Linked DNA regions of Rattus norvegicus: region 1 is linked to region 2. Evidence: chromatin contacts called from public Hi-C data. All regions are on one chromosome and are shown on one strand. The core of a region is the stretch at or near the end of the contact, and the rest is flanking DNA. Distances in the headings are between cores, read along the strand shown.

The links. A called contact is a pair of places that touch in the nucleus more often than the background predicts.
Region 1: a contact with region 2 is called in a Hi-C map of Schwann cells, with 4 times the contacts expected there. The contact joins two enhancer-like sites. A contact is called at or near these places in 3 of 12 Hi-C or Micro-C datasets (the A7r5 cell line, Schwann cells and hepatocytes).

Annotation. Positions count from the first base shown.
Region 1 is chr16:85,650,067-85,656,593 of GRCr8, forward strand. Myo16 (myosin XVI) reads right to left here. Exons shown (of 34, transcript NM_138893.2): 31 at 2,058-3,353. Among named protein-coding and RNA genes, the nearest start is that of Myo16, 300 kb to the right of the region's middle. Within about 2 kb of position 2,500, at least 1 of the 93 cell types and tissues checked has an H3K27ac peak or open chromatin away from gene starts, as enhancers often do. A contact at or near this core is called in Schwann cells, where this site is marked.
Region 2 is chr16:85,230,038-85,235,949 of GRCr8, forward strand. It overlaps LOC102554173 (a long non-coding RNA gene), which reads left to right. Exons shown (of 2, transcript XR_010058502.1): 1 at 1-2,079; 2 at 3,078-5,912. Among named protein-coding and RNA genes, the nearest start is that of Irs2, 43 kb to the left of the region's middle. Within about 2 kb of position 3,159, at least 35 of the 93 cell types and tissues checked have an H3K27ac peak or open chromatin away from gene starts, as enhancers often do. A contact at or near this core is called in Schwann cells, where this site is marked.

The DNA of each region.
Region 1 (6,527 bases), core at 1,250-3,749, 420 kb after region 2:
CTGAGACTTATATCTCTAAGGTTTCTGTTATTACAGCAGCGATTGCAAACGGTTCAAAGCAGCTTCCCTTTTCTTTTCCTTTTTCAGATTAGAATGTATTTTGTGAAGTACGGATACATATGCTATAATTCTTCAGTCACAGTGGTGATTGATAATACCTAGGGGAGGGGAGCAGACTTAAAGGCTGTGCCTAGAGGCCTCCTGATACCCCTCACCTGCTCTGCAGCCTTGAGGCTTCTCTTTGTTTCTTAAATATTTATTTTATTATTTATCTTTGTATCTGTGTGTGCGCGACTGTGCTTGTAGAAGCTACGAGAGGACTCTAGATGCCTTGGAGCTGGCATTACAGGTGGCTGTGAGTTTCCTGGTATGGGTTTTGGGGACAGAACCCACATCCCCTGAAAAGGCAGCAAGCACCCTTAACTGTTGAGCCACTCCCCAGCCACCTCCTTGAGATTTCTAAGTGATAAGTTCTCTCTAGACTTATGTGGACTTCACTACTTTTTGACAGAATGGAATCTAGATGAAGCTACCCAGTTCTGATCTGTGGAAAGTCATATTTGATGGGACCCTGATACACTTTTAGTTCTAGCTTCAAATAGCTTTTTTTTTAAATTATTGAATGCTTTCCTTTTGGTCCATTTTGGTTGTTGGGATAAAACATGACTTGTAGAATTACATTCTGCTGCTCCTTACCAATATGCTTTCATTTACTAATAGCCTATAATTAAGGAGAAATTGTTAGTTAAACAAATAATTAGGCACTCTGAGGCATGGCTGGGGAGTGGATATTCATCTCCTTGTCAGAGGTCCAGAGCTTTGGCCTACTTTTTTCATATTGCTTTCCAGTTTTTCCTATAATTTTATTATGTAGGATCCTGCTTTCATCAAACCAGGGGAGCTAGAAAATGTATGTATTAGTCCTTGAAGAAGGAGCAAGTTGAGCGCACAGAATACCATACTCCGGGTTCCACTCATGGAGTCAGTTTCTGAGCTTGCCCCTGAGGAAGATGCCTCCTATCTGCAGTGGCTCAGGTACAGCTGCCTTCATCCCCAGTGGGATGTGGGGCTCAGGCTGATACCCTTCCCTGCTTCCCCTTGGAATAGTGCGATGCCTCATTTCTTCTCCAAAAGATAGAGCATTGAGAAGATATTTTGCAAAAGAACAATATATATATATATATATATATATATATATATATATATATATAATTTTCCCTCTATGACCGTTGGATCTGCAAGCACAGCACACTGAACATGGAGGAATAAAGCAGATGTGGTGGGCTCCACATCAGAGACTGCCAGAGCATCCTCATGGACTGGTGCTGCTGGCTGCATTCCTTGTTTGCAGAACACAGGGTGTTCCTTATTGCTGGCAGCTGCCTCTAGCGCAGCAGCCTAACCCCCAGCTCGGTAGAGTGGCCGGAGACTGCAGACGCTCTTCAGCTGAGCTGTGACTGAAAAAACAGAAACAGGACCAGGCCTCACTCTTCCTTGGCTTGCTATGTGAGAGAAGAAGACAACCTTCCAGGGCCACACTCAGGTGACAAAGTGTTAAGGACAAAGGCGTAACTGGACCAATGGCAATCTCAGATACCATGGGCCAGCGTGATATTCACACGGGACAGAAGGACACTGGGGATCTACGGTGAATAATGGCAAAACCACAAAGCAGCAACATCAGATGAGCAAAGGATACTATGTTACACAAAGCAGCAACATCAGATGAGCAAAGGATACTATGTTACACAAAGCAGCAACATCAGACCAGCAAAGGATACCATGTTCAGGTTGTCAGGAACTATCATAGAGAAGCAACAGCACCAACAAAACTGAGAAGGAAAGTGTTGATTCTGCTCTATTTTAAGTGCCCAAGCACTAATTTGTCAAGTCATGTCAGTGTGCGCCATTCAGAAGTCACAGAAAGTGTTCCAACCTTATTATTGCTGGTCATGTGAGGCCCGGTTCTCGATCAACACTTACTCTGAATGGTCATGCACAGGGAATGTGGCTTACGTTATGCACACATACCAGGATTCCACAGAGTTTCTGCTTACCTTCAGCCTCCCTGATCCTTCGTCCCACTGCAGACCTGCGTAGCACACTCCTTCCCGAGTTGAAGAGGCTGGCCAGCTCATCCAGAGGGCTGGACAGCGGCCTGCTGTTGGGTGGGCTGTAAGGGCTCGGTGGGGAGAAGGTGGATGAGGCCTTCCTGAGGTCTGCTCTGGCTGTCCTTCCGGGTGAATATGGAGCCTTGACAAAGGGGCTGCAGGGACCCAGTACTGGGGCTGAACTGGGCTTTGGCTGTGTTCTGGGCAGGTCAGAGTTAGTCAGTGCTTTAGCTGCAGTGACCAAGACAGAATCTGGTGGAAAGGCAAAGTGTGTGGGTGGCCTGCAGGGTGCAGGGGCTGCCCCACAGGGTGCAGGAGGTGGCCCACAGGGTGCAGGAGGTGGCCCACAGGGTACAGGAGGTGGCCCACACGGTGCAGGAGGTGGCCCACAGGGTGCAGAAGGTGGCCCACAGGGTGCAGGAGGTGGCCCTGGAGGTGGCGGTGGTGTGGCAGGTGGTGAGATTCGGCTGGGCCCATTAAACACAGGAAAGCCAGGAGACGTCAGCTGGTCATTTTCTCCCTTCTGTGCTTTTGAGTACTGTGGTGACAAGGGACTGGAGCCTTCGGACTGCACTGGGTACTTGAGGTTGGTCTCTAAGACTGGCAGTTTCTTTACCTCCAAGGGTGTCAGTGGAGACTCATCAGAAGCTGGGGAGCAGGTCACTGGGGTGGGAGGAAAGACCAGGAGCGGCGGCCTATGGGGAAGCAGATTCGGGAAGGGTGGGGGGATGTCACACGTGTCCTTCAGGGGCTGGCAGCTCCCCTCTCCAGCCTCCAAGATGATGGCTTTTCGGGTCTCTAAAAACAGAGGTGGCGAGGCAGGCAGGAAGGTGAGCATCCCTGGACCACAGCCCTCCTCAGGCAAGACGTACTTCATCTCCTCATACACAGACTCGCCCTGGTCAGGGCTGTCAGTCTCAGATCCGCCTGCCCTGGCTGCGTTCCCTACCATCTCGATATACACAGGCTCGCCGTCATCGTCATAGTCACCCTGTGGCAATGGCAGGTGCAGAGGCAGCTGGGGTGTGCACTGTGGCATGGAGTCAGGACTGGCCCACTGCACACCCAGTGTCCCTGGGGCATGATGTTTGCCCACCTGGCCCATTGTACCAGAAGGCCTCGGTCCCCAGATCTCCTCATAAGAGCCACTGAGCTTCGTGTGGGGACTTCTCTTTGGCTTCCGAGGGGGAATTTTCTTCATGGTACTGTAATCATCACTGTGGGGTCTGGGCCGTGTCAGAGCTAAGGCAGAAGACAGAGATACAAGAGTCAGCAGCCAGTGTGTCCCACGGAAACCGGGCCTAGATGCAGTCGAGTGACCCTGCCCTGGACCACTTTGGTTGCCACAGCCAGCCCTTATGTCCTTTGAGCAGAAGAGACTCCTGGCTTGTGTCCCTTCCACCTGGAGGGGGACCTAAATGCCTGAGAACACTAAGGGAAACTGTCTTTAGGTCTTGGTGCCAAAGACACAGGCTATGCACCGAGGAAGATGGCCCACAGAAAAGGAACTGTAACAGTTGCATCAGGAGGAGGCACCTACTCTCCAGGGTGACAGGGCCTTGCCAGTTCTGGATGTTTGCAAATGAGGAGGGATTTAGATGATAATTTTGCAAGATAACTGGCCCATCTTCAGCCTCAATGCGGACACACATGGCATAGGAAATCCATTCCTTCAGAGTCAAGAGGACAGCTAGTGGGTGCATTTTGCTATGTTCTAATTTGTGCTCACACCGTAATGGAAACGGCAAAAAAGTATGGTTGACTCTCTACCTTCATGGCTGTCTTTGTACGACGGTATCATACCAGACCTCCCATAAGCAGACAAGTACTATAAACAGAAAATGCTAACTTCCCAGTTCCCTAATGCATGTGCATCATCCCAACTCCCTAGAGGGCTGACCCACAGCAGCTCCTGAGCTTTCCCCACTGCCTAGGAAGGCAGTTGGCTCAACACCACTGCACAGCCATTTCACAGACACCTGCAGCAGCAGATCTACAGTGGCAGACATTTCTCCAACTGGCTTCCAAGTGGGAGGCCTCAGGGAGATGGTGACAGGGTGGTGTTGAGGACATCCTGACTTCTTAGGCTGGGCCATGGCAACATAGCCTGCTTCCTACACCTGAGCAGTGTGGACTCCTCACAGAAGCCCCTCCATGGGATATGTGAAGAGGCCTCAGGGAGGGAACTGTGAGGAGAGGAAGAAGATGCTTCAAGGGAGGAGAAACCTTGTGGAGGTAAGCGACTTAAGTTAGAAGATCCAAAGACTTTCCTGTCAAATCCAGAAATGTATGAGCCATGCCTTTAAGGGCCGGAGCTTCAAAGACAGCCATGATCACACTGTACAGAGAACTGCTTAGTGTGACAAGTCAGACTGTAGACCCTCGAGAGAACACTGCCAGCGTCCTTGGATCCGAACTCACTGCCTTCTGGGAAGTTTGTTATATAATCCCAGAGGCACGGTGCAGATATCAGAACCTGTGCCTCTGATGGTGACAGTGGCCTCACTCTAGTGAGTCAGTGTTGAAGTGACCCTTAACCAAAGCCTGTGGGCCCCGAGGAAGCTCTGAGAGGAGCCAGGGCAGATACGGTGTGGCTAGAGGAAGTCATGCAAAGCTAAGCAGGGCTTTAGGCTGTAGTCAGAGGGTAAGGAGGAAATATCTAGCCGGCCTGGCTAAGGATTTGTTATGGCGGCAGTGGGACACAGCCACTTCTAGAGTCCTTCCAGTGTGACAATAAAGAGATGGGGCAAAGAACTTATTACCAAAAAGGAGCAGGGCTTTCTCGATCTACGAACCCACTGGTGCTTCTCGGTATGCTTTGAGGATGGCATATTATTCTCACATGCAGAAAGGACTTGGACCCCCATGAAACGTGCTATGAAGTTAGAGCCAAGCACTTGCCAGCAACACCCTCCATTAAGACTTCAGAAAGATCTATGGTGTTCCTCATTGATCTCTCCAAAGAAGCTCCAGAGAAGCAAGGCCACTGGCCTAAGTGTTGCCTCCGATGGTGAAGAAAACCCAGCGCAGGATAATTGTGGCTATGGTTACTGACTAATGGGATGTGCTAGGAACTGATTCACAAGCAGCTCACACAACTTTAAAGGGACTTTGTCCGTGTGTCCCCCCAAAAAACGGCAGCGGCCGTGCCTGAAGAAAAGACTCCAGCTCCCAGAATTGCAGGGAGCAGGCTGAGAGAACACCAGACCTAAGGCTACATCGCTGTCAAGACGAAGAGTTGTAATTCAAAGGGAGCACCTGAGACCATAGAGCATCCTCCTCAGAGCCTAGGGAGCGCCTCAAACCCCCAGAACATCAACCTCAGAGACTAGGGAGATGATGGTCAGGGGCAGCACTCATTCCAATAGAGGGCCTTCTGACACGAGGCAACTGTTGTTCTAAATGTCATGCATGGACCCTGAGTGTCACTTCATGTCCCCTTTCAGGCAGGAACATGTCTGTCTAGCAGACGTGGACTGTCATTCTGTATCACACGTCTAATGAAACTTATCCAAGTGAACTTAACGAGAGAACCATGGCTTGAAGGAGTCAGGGATGCTCACGGTTTAAGGAACTTCAGCCTAAACCTCAGGTGTCGGGAGATGCGGGAAGGAGGCTTTGGGAGGCTCGGGAGGAGGGCCTCCAGTCACCTAGGTGACTCTATGAGTAGAGAATGGATTGCTTAGTTCATACTGGACTGAAGCCTGTTGGGTTTTCCAAAACATTTGCCACGGATTTATTTTCAGCCCCATCAAGTGACTGAATGTGCATCTCCTTTCCCAAACCTGTACAGACAGGATGCTCGAACTGTCCCGGTGAGTAGGCAAGGCAGAAGCAATTCTCCGTGCCTCCTGGGAGTGGTCCGTAAAAGGTGGCTCTTATCTGCCAGTCTCTCCTCACCTACAGTGAGTGCTTCGGAGCAGAGGGTTTCTACATTAACCCTAGAAGTCTCCGAGCCACCAAAGCAAAAGCAGAGACCAGCTAGAGATACCGAAAACACTTGGATGCTGAGGCATCCCACGACGACGAAGGGACCAGACCCGGTGACCTGATTCTAGATCATTGATGCTGAATTCGTGTGGGACCTTGAGTGGGAGCCACCAGACAATCCACATCTCCTGAGACCCAGAGCCTGAGAGATGGAGCAACAGCCATCATCTTATTCAAATCACTGTTTGGGTGGGTTGCTAAGCAACACCAGAGTAGCTTCCCTTCCAGGCTTGCTTTAGAGGTAAAGCCTTTTGTATTAAACGATGGGGCTCCTGTTAGATGGAGCAGCCAAGAGGGGTCTCCCTGGCTGGAACAGAGCTGGTGTCTGAAATGACAAGGGCATGTCAAACCCTGTTCCCTGACTCAGTTTCCCCACCTGCACAGGGCCATGGCGATTTGCCACGGGCTGTTGTTAGGATGGGAAAT
Region 2 (5,912 bases), core at 1,909-4,408:
TGATTTTTCTTCCCGACTCTCTTATCAGCCAGACGACTCGTCCATGTGGCATCTGCTGGTTTTTGCAGCCTTTCGCTATTCTCGGTTCTGAAGAGAGAGAGAGAGAGAGAGAGAGAGAGAGAGAGAGAGAGAGAGAGAGAGCGCTTTCTGCTGTGGAAAAATCAATGTGCTTGTCTCTGACATAGATCTTCCACATTGCAGGGATAGATGCCCAAGTGATGCTTGCATTGATCACCCTGATTCTATCTCCGCTTGACAGAGAGACCTGAGGTTAAATAAGATTATACAGCTTACTTAGGCAATTGTTTTCATAACAAACTTGATGATTTCGGAAGGAGGAGAAGGAAAGCCCTTACGTCCCTCCCTCCCCCAAACTAGGACGGTTTCCTGGCATTTTTGAATCCAAGGTTCTGTTTGTAGTTTCAACAGTAAAAGGTTTCAATGTGGCTCTATTTTGGAGCTCACCAAATTAGCGTTTTTTGTTTATTCCTACTTTTATCTGAGATTCTGTTTGGCTTGAGTCCCGCTGTCCATGCATGTTTGTGAACAGGAAGGAGTGTGTCCGTCGGAGCCTGTCACTAACAGGAGAAGCTGGACTGGCAGACTGCCTTGTACCCCTTTCCTCTGCATTGCCTGGGAGGTAAAGAACTGCTGTAGCTCCAGCCTCGGGGTCCAGAAAGAGTCCTTGGGACAATCAGCCAGGGGATGGCCGCTGGCATGGTACATCAAGGAGTTTGACTCCCTCCGGTGTCCTGCCCTTACAGGGTGCTGAAGGATCCAGAGGAGGCAAGCCTGTTTTGCATGCTTGTGTCTCTGTTGAACACTGAGGTACACTCCCAAGTCTCTGCAGTGAGAACTTTCACCTCAGCTTTACCTGTGAGAAAGGTAACACCAGGGAAGCACTCGCCTCTGAGAATCCTGTCCTGAGTAAGCTGGGGTTAATCTGAAGGCTTTCTGGTTCCCCAAGTGTAGCCTGGAAACATACAGGTGCTTGAAACATGTAAACCGTAAACTTCAGTGTTTTAACAGTACAAACGTCAGCCTGAACCATCGTTGTATAATTATAAAAATCCCACGTAAGTATAAATACCTTAATGCGGCAGCAGACAGCAGTTTCCTTTATCTAAATGCCGGCTTATTACAGGTCAGCTGCACTTTCCTCAAACACAGTCATTACGGAGCGAGAGCCTGTCATTTTTTTTTTTTTTTTAAGCAGACTCTCTTACCCTCCACACGCCTGGCTTTTTCTGGACTGGCACACACTGTGGAGACACTGTGTTGTTTTTCTGTACCCCAGGCCTACAGTGTACAGATGGACAGGTGGACAGACAGACTGACAGACGGACACGGCACTCAGAGGGACCCTTGATTTCCTGTCTCTGGGAGCAATAGAAAACAAAGACAACGCAAACCGTGACAAGCTCACGGCTCACGTCGTGTCAGCTCGAAGTGCAGCTGGGCATAATGAGGAAATCAAGGCAGGAGGAGCAGCTTGTAGCAGCTGGGCACACTGTAGCCACCATCAAGAAGGAGAATGAGCCCAGGCTTCCTTCCCCTCAGCTCCCATTCCGTGTTTTATACAACCCATATCCCGTGCCCCGGGAATGAATGGTCCTGCCTACGGTTGATGGGTCCTCCCACATCAGTGGGCAAGACGATGACAGCGAAGGGAATCCCCCACAGGTATGCTTAGAGACCCATCCTCGGGTGATTTCAGATTTTCCCAAGCTGATAGTTAACACACCGTCACACACAGACACCCCTCTGCCAGCCAGCTAAAGCCTTAAGGTCAGCGAAGAGTCATCACAGCCCATAGTCTACACAGGCAACAAGACAGGCGTTGACTCACTGCCTCCTTGGACCTGCACCAGTGATCTGTGCAGGCAGCCGAGGCATGCTGTCAGAGGAAGATGTGGAGATGATAGGCCAGGCAGTGGCCTCAGCTGCCCGGGTCACTTTCTTCTGGGCCCAGGCTCCCTTGGTTCCTGTGTATCTCTCTTTTTTTTTTTCCCAGAGGGAGGGAGGTGGCACGTTTTCAAATGGAGTCTGAGTAGGAGCTCAGTGCCTTGCACATTCAAGGTAGGTGCTCTGCCAGTGTGCCAGACACCCCATCCCGATCTCACTTTTCAACAGAGGAATGTGTCTGTCTGTCTGTCTTTTTATTTCCTTTTTTTCTTCCTCCCTTCCCCCTCCCTCCCCCCTCCCCCTCCCCCTTCCTCTCCCTCCTCCTTTCTTTTTTTCCATTGTTGGGATTCTGTGCATATACTCCTAATCTTTCCTCCCACTCTTATCTCACGGTATTACTAAGTCACCTTCCTTAGCCGGGTCTTAATATATCACCACAGTGACTCCTACAGTGGAGGGAACAATTCCTTTGAACCCTGAGACAGGTGAATGACCTTTTGAAACACACACACAGACACACACACACACAAACACACACACAAACACACACACAAACACACACACAAACACACACACACAAACACACATACACAAACACATACACAAACACACACACAAACACACACAGACACACACACACAGACACACACACAAACACACACAGAGACACACACAGACACACACACAAACACACAAACACACACAAACACACACACAGACACACACACACAAACACACACACAAACACACAGACACAAACACACATACACAAACACATACACAAACACACACACAAACACACACACAAACACACAGACACAAACACACACAAACACACACACACACACAGACACACACACACAAACACACAAACACACACACAAACACACACACAGACACACACACAGACACACACACACACACACACACACACACGCAGTGGTGCAGTGCAGCCAGGTACATCAAATGATTGACAGCTGAGTAGAAAGTGGTTTTCTCAGTCGAGGTCACCTGTCAGAGGAAGGCTCGCCTTCACCTGGGAGTCTTGAACATCCTAAGTGTCTGCCACCGCTAATATTGAGGCTGTGTGTATGGGTGAGTAGTCACTGCTGCGGTATTTAAAGAGCCTTGTTCTTTTCTTTTCTTTTATTTTATTTTCCTTTCTGGAATAGAGGACCAAGAGAACAGAGTTTTACAGACTGAAAACGAGAAGCAAACAGAACAGCGCCTCATTCTTCAGAGTAAACAGAGCAAAGGCCAGCCGGTGGCAGATGCAGCCTAGAGCTGGCTCTGTGCAGACAAAGCGCAGATTATGAAAACAAGACTCTATCCACTGAAACCATTGTCTTTAATTACCGACCCAGGAGCTCCGTTTAACGCTTCCGTCCTGCACAAATGTTTCGGGAGAATGATGCTCATAAGTGGGAGTCGGAAAACAAGATTGTTCCGTGGACTGGGTGGGGGTGGGGTGGGGTGAGGAAGCTGGGTACAGATTTGTACACCCTTCTCTTGGTCCGCTTGGACAGTTCTTCCTTTAGAGCCCTGCAGAGGCCCCTCCTCTTGGCCTCCCCCACATCAGTACTTGATCACTTCTTCCGTGGTTTTAAAAATCCACACAGTCATCTTACTGCCGCTGCTGCACAGGCCACCGACGTCAGCTTCTTCTCTTACGCTAACATTGGGGACAGGAAGTGGGCTCTGCCCAGGACTCAAGTTTGGAAGATCAAATAGCAACAGCAAACGTGGACTCTGTGGCCGGGTGCTCCGTCCGTCCCCCTCTCTTCCCACAGCCCGAGCATACGATGTGAATGACTAAATTGTGAATGACTGATGAACAGATGTGGAAATGGGCCCAAATGGTTGCATTTGGGTTTTAAAAGAGCTAGCCAAAGTCTGTCCTTGAGCCAACCAACTAGTGGAAGGAGAACAGGCCATCTGTGAGATGGCTCCTGAGAAACACTTGCAGCCGCATGCTAGCACTAGCCTTCCCCTGGGCTCATTGGTGCTTGAGAACCAAGAGGTCCTTCCTGGGGCTGCTGGACTACTCAAATCTAGCCCTGGTGAGCATGCGCACGGAATCCTCAGGTCTAACTCTATGTCTAACAAGCTGTGAGGTTCCGTTAAAGATGGAGTAAGGTCTTGCAGGGCTGCTGCTTGTCTTCCCTCGAGACCACCACTGGCCCTCGGAACCCTGGGGCGAGTCTCCTTTCACAGGTTCTAAACAGAACCCAGCACATATCTCAACAACCCAGTGGGGTGCTGAGACCGCGGGGCGCTGAGCTACCATAGAAGGTGCCAGGTTCCTGGAACTCTAACGATGAATTCTTGCTTTGGACCCCACCCGGGGTTTTTTTTTAAAGGTGATACAAGGCACTGAATAGTTTCTAAGAAACGGTAACGGCCCTGTCTGTGGGTAAATGTTAATGGAGAGTTGTTCATTTGATGTGGTGTTTGTAATACTAGTGACCATTTCTAAGAATAAGACGGACTTTGGATGCACTCTTCTGCCGTGGTGGTTAGCACTGCGATTGGATCTCCACCATAGTGGTCATGGTATGAGGTTGGGATCATAGACATCTGAGACATATTTGGTACAGAAATTTTTCCTGATAACTAGACGGTCATCTCTTTCTTTATTCTTTTGATACACATCTCTTTCTCTCTCTCTCTCTCTCTCTCTCTCTCTCTCTCTCTCTCTCTCTCTCATACACACACACACACACACACACACACACACACACACTGAGGTTTCCTCTCCCTCCTCACCTCTTCCCCTATTCACTCCCAAGGATCACAGATAATGACTACGAATGTATGTGGCTACATGTATGTGACATGATTTGTGTGTGGTACTTTGTGAGTATATACACCGCACACCCACTGATATCTCATTTCTTTAAACACATATTTCTTTTCATCTCAATAAAATATCTGTCTAAAAAGATGTGTTTAGGCTGCTGATCCCAGAGATTTCTCCCTGGGAAAACAGACAAACAAGAGCCTCTCCGGCCCACAGTGCCATTTAACTCCTGCATTCTCAAGCCCGACTCCTTAAACTGTGCATCATGAATCAAACACAAATGGAAACATGGCCCTTGCAAACAGGGGACAAAGCAAAAAGCTTTGAACAAGCAACACCCAGACGGTAATTCACGATTATCCAAGTCACAAGTCTGAGGTGATTCTCACAATCCCTACCCCTGTATCCACTTCACTGAAGCCTTGGATCTAAGGATCCTGCATGTGTGTCTTGTGTAGTAAATGACATCACACCATACAAGGCCAGCAAATGCTCCTGAAATACCTCAGTTCAGATGCAGTTCTACCCCATGCTGTGAGTTATATGCTTTGACTGTGTTTTCTGTTTTTAAACAAACATAACGTTTTAATTATGGGAAGTGAATGCTTTTTATATCTTCCTGCTGTCATGTAAGTATTGGGTTGGTAGACCTTTGGATTGGATTGGATTAGAATATTTGATTTTTTTTAAACATAATTTCTGTTTATGTTGTTGACTTGAGTTTCATGAAGAAATTTGCTCAGTGAATTTTGGCGTGAGATTAGGGCAGATTTTCTAGTAATTGTTAGGTGGTCCTAACGTACCTCTCCCTTATCATGTTACACATTTATGAGAAATAGTGTTGGGAGCATTGTTGTTTGCAAACAGGAAGTATCCATGAACTCAGAAAAGCTTCTAAATGCTTTATGTGTCTGGGCGTAGTGACCACAACTTTAATCCCAGCACTTGGGAGATTGAGGCAACAAGATCTCTATGAATTTGAGGCCAGCCTGGTCTACATAGCAAGTTCCAAGCCAGATGGACCTACACAGTGAGACCCTGTCAAATATTCAGCCAACTTTTAATTCTTTATGTGAAAACAAACAGGCAAATCCGTCTCGTTATTACGAAAATGTGCTTTCTCACCTTTAATAAACGGTAAGAGGTAACAAAGACTTGCGTTGGAACAGATCCCACTATGACTTCTTGTTAGTGTTTGATTTTCACA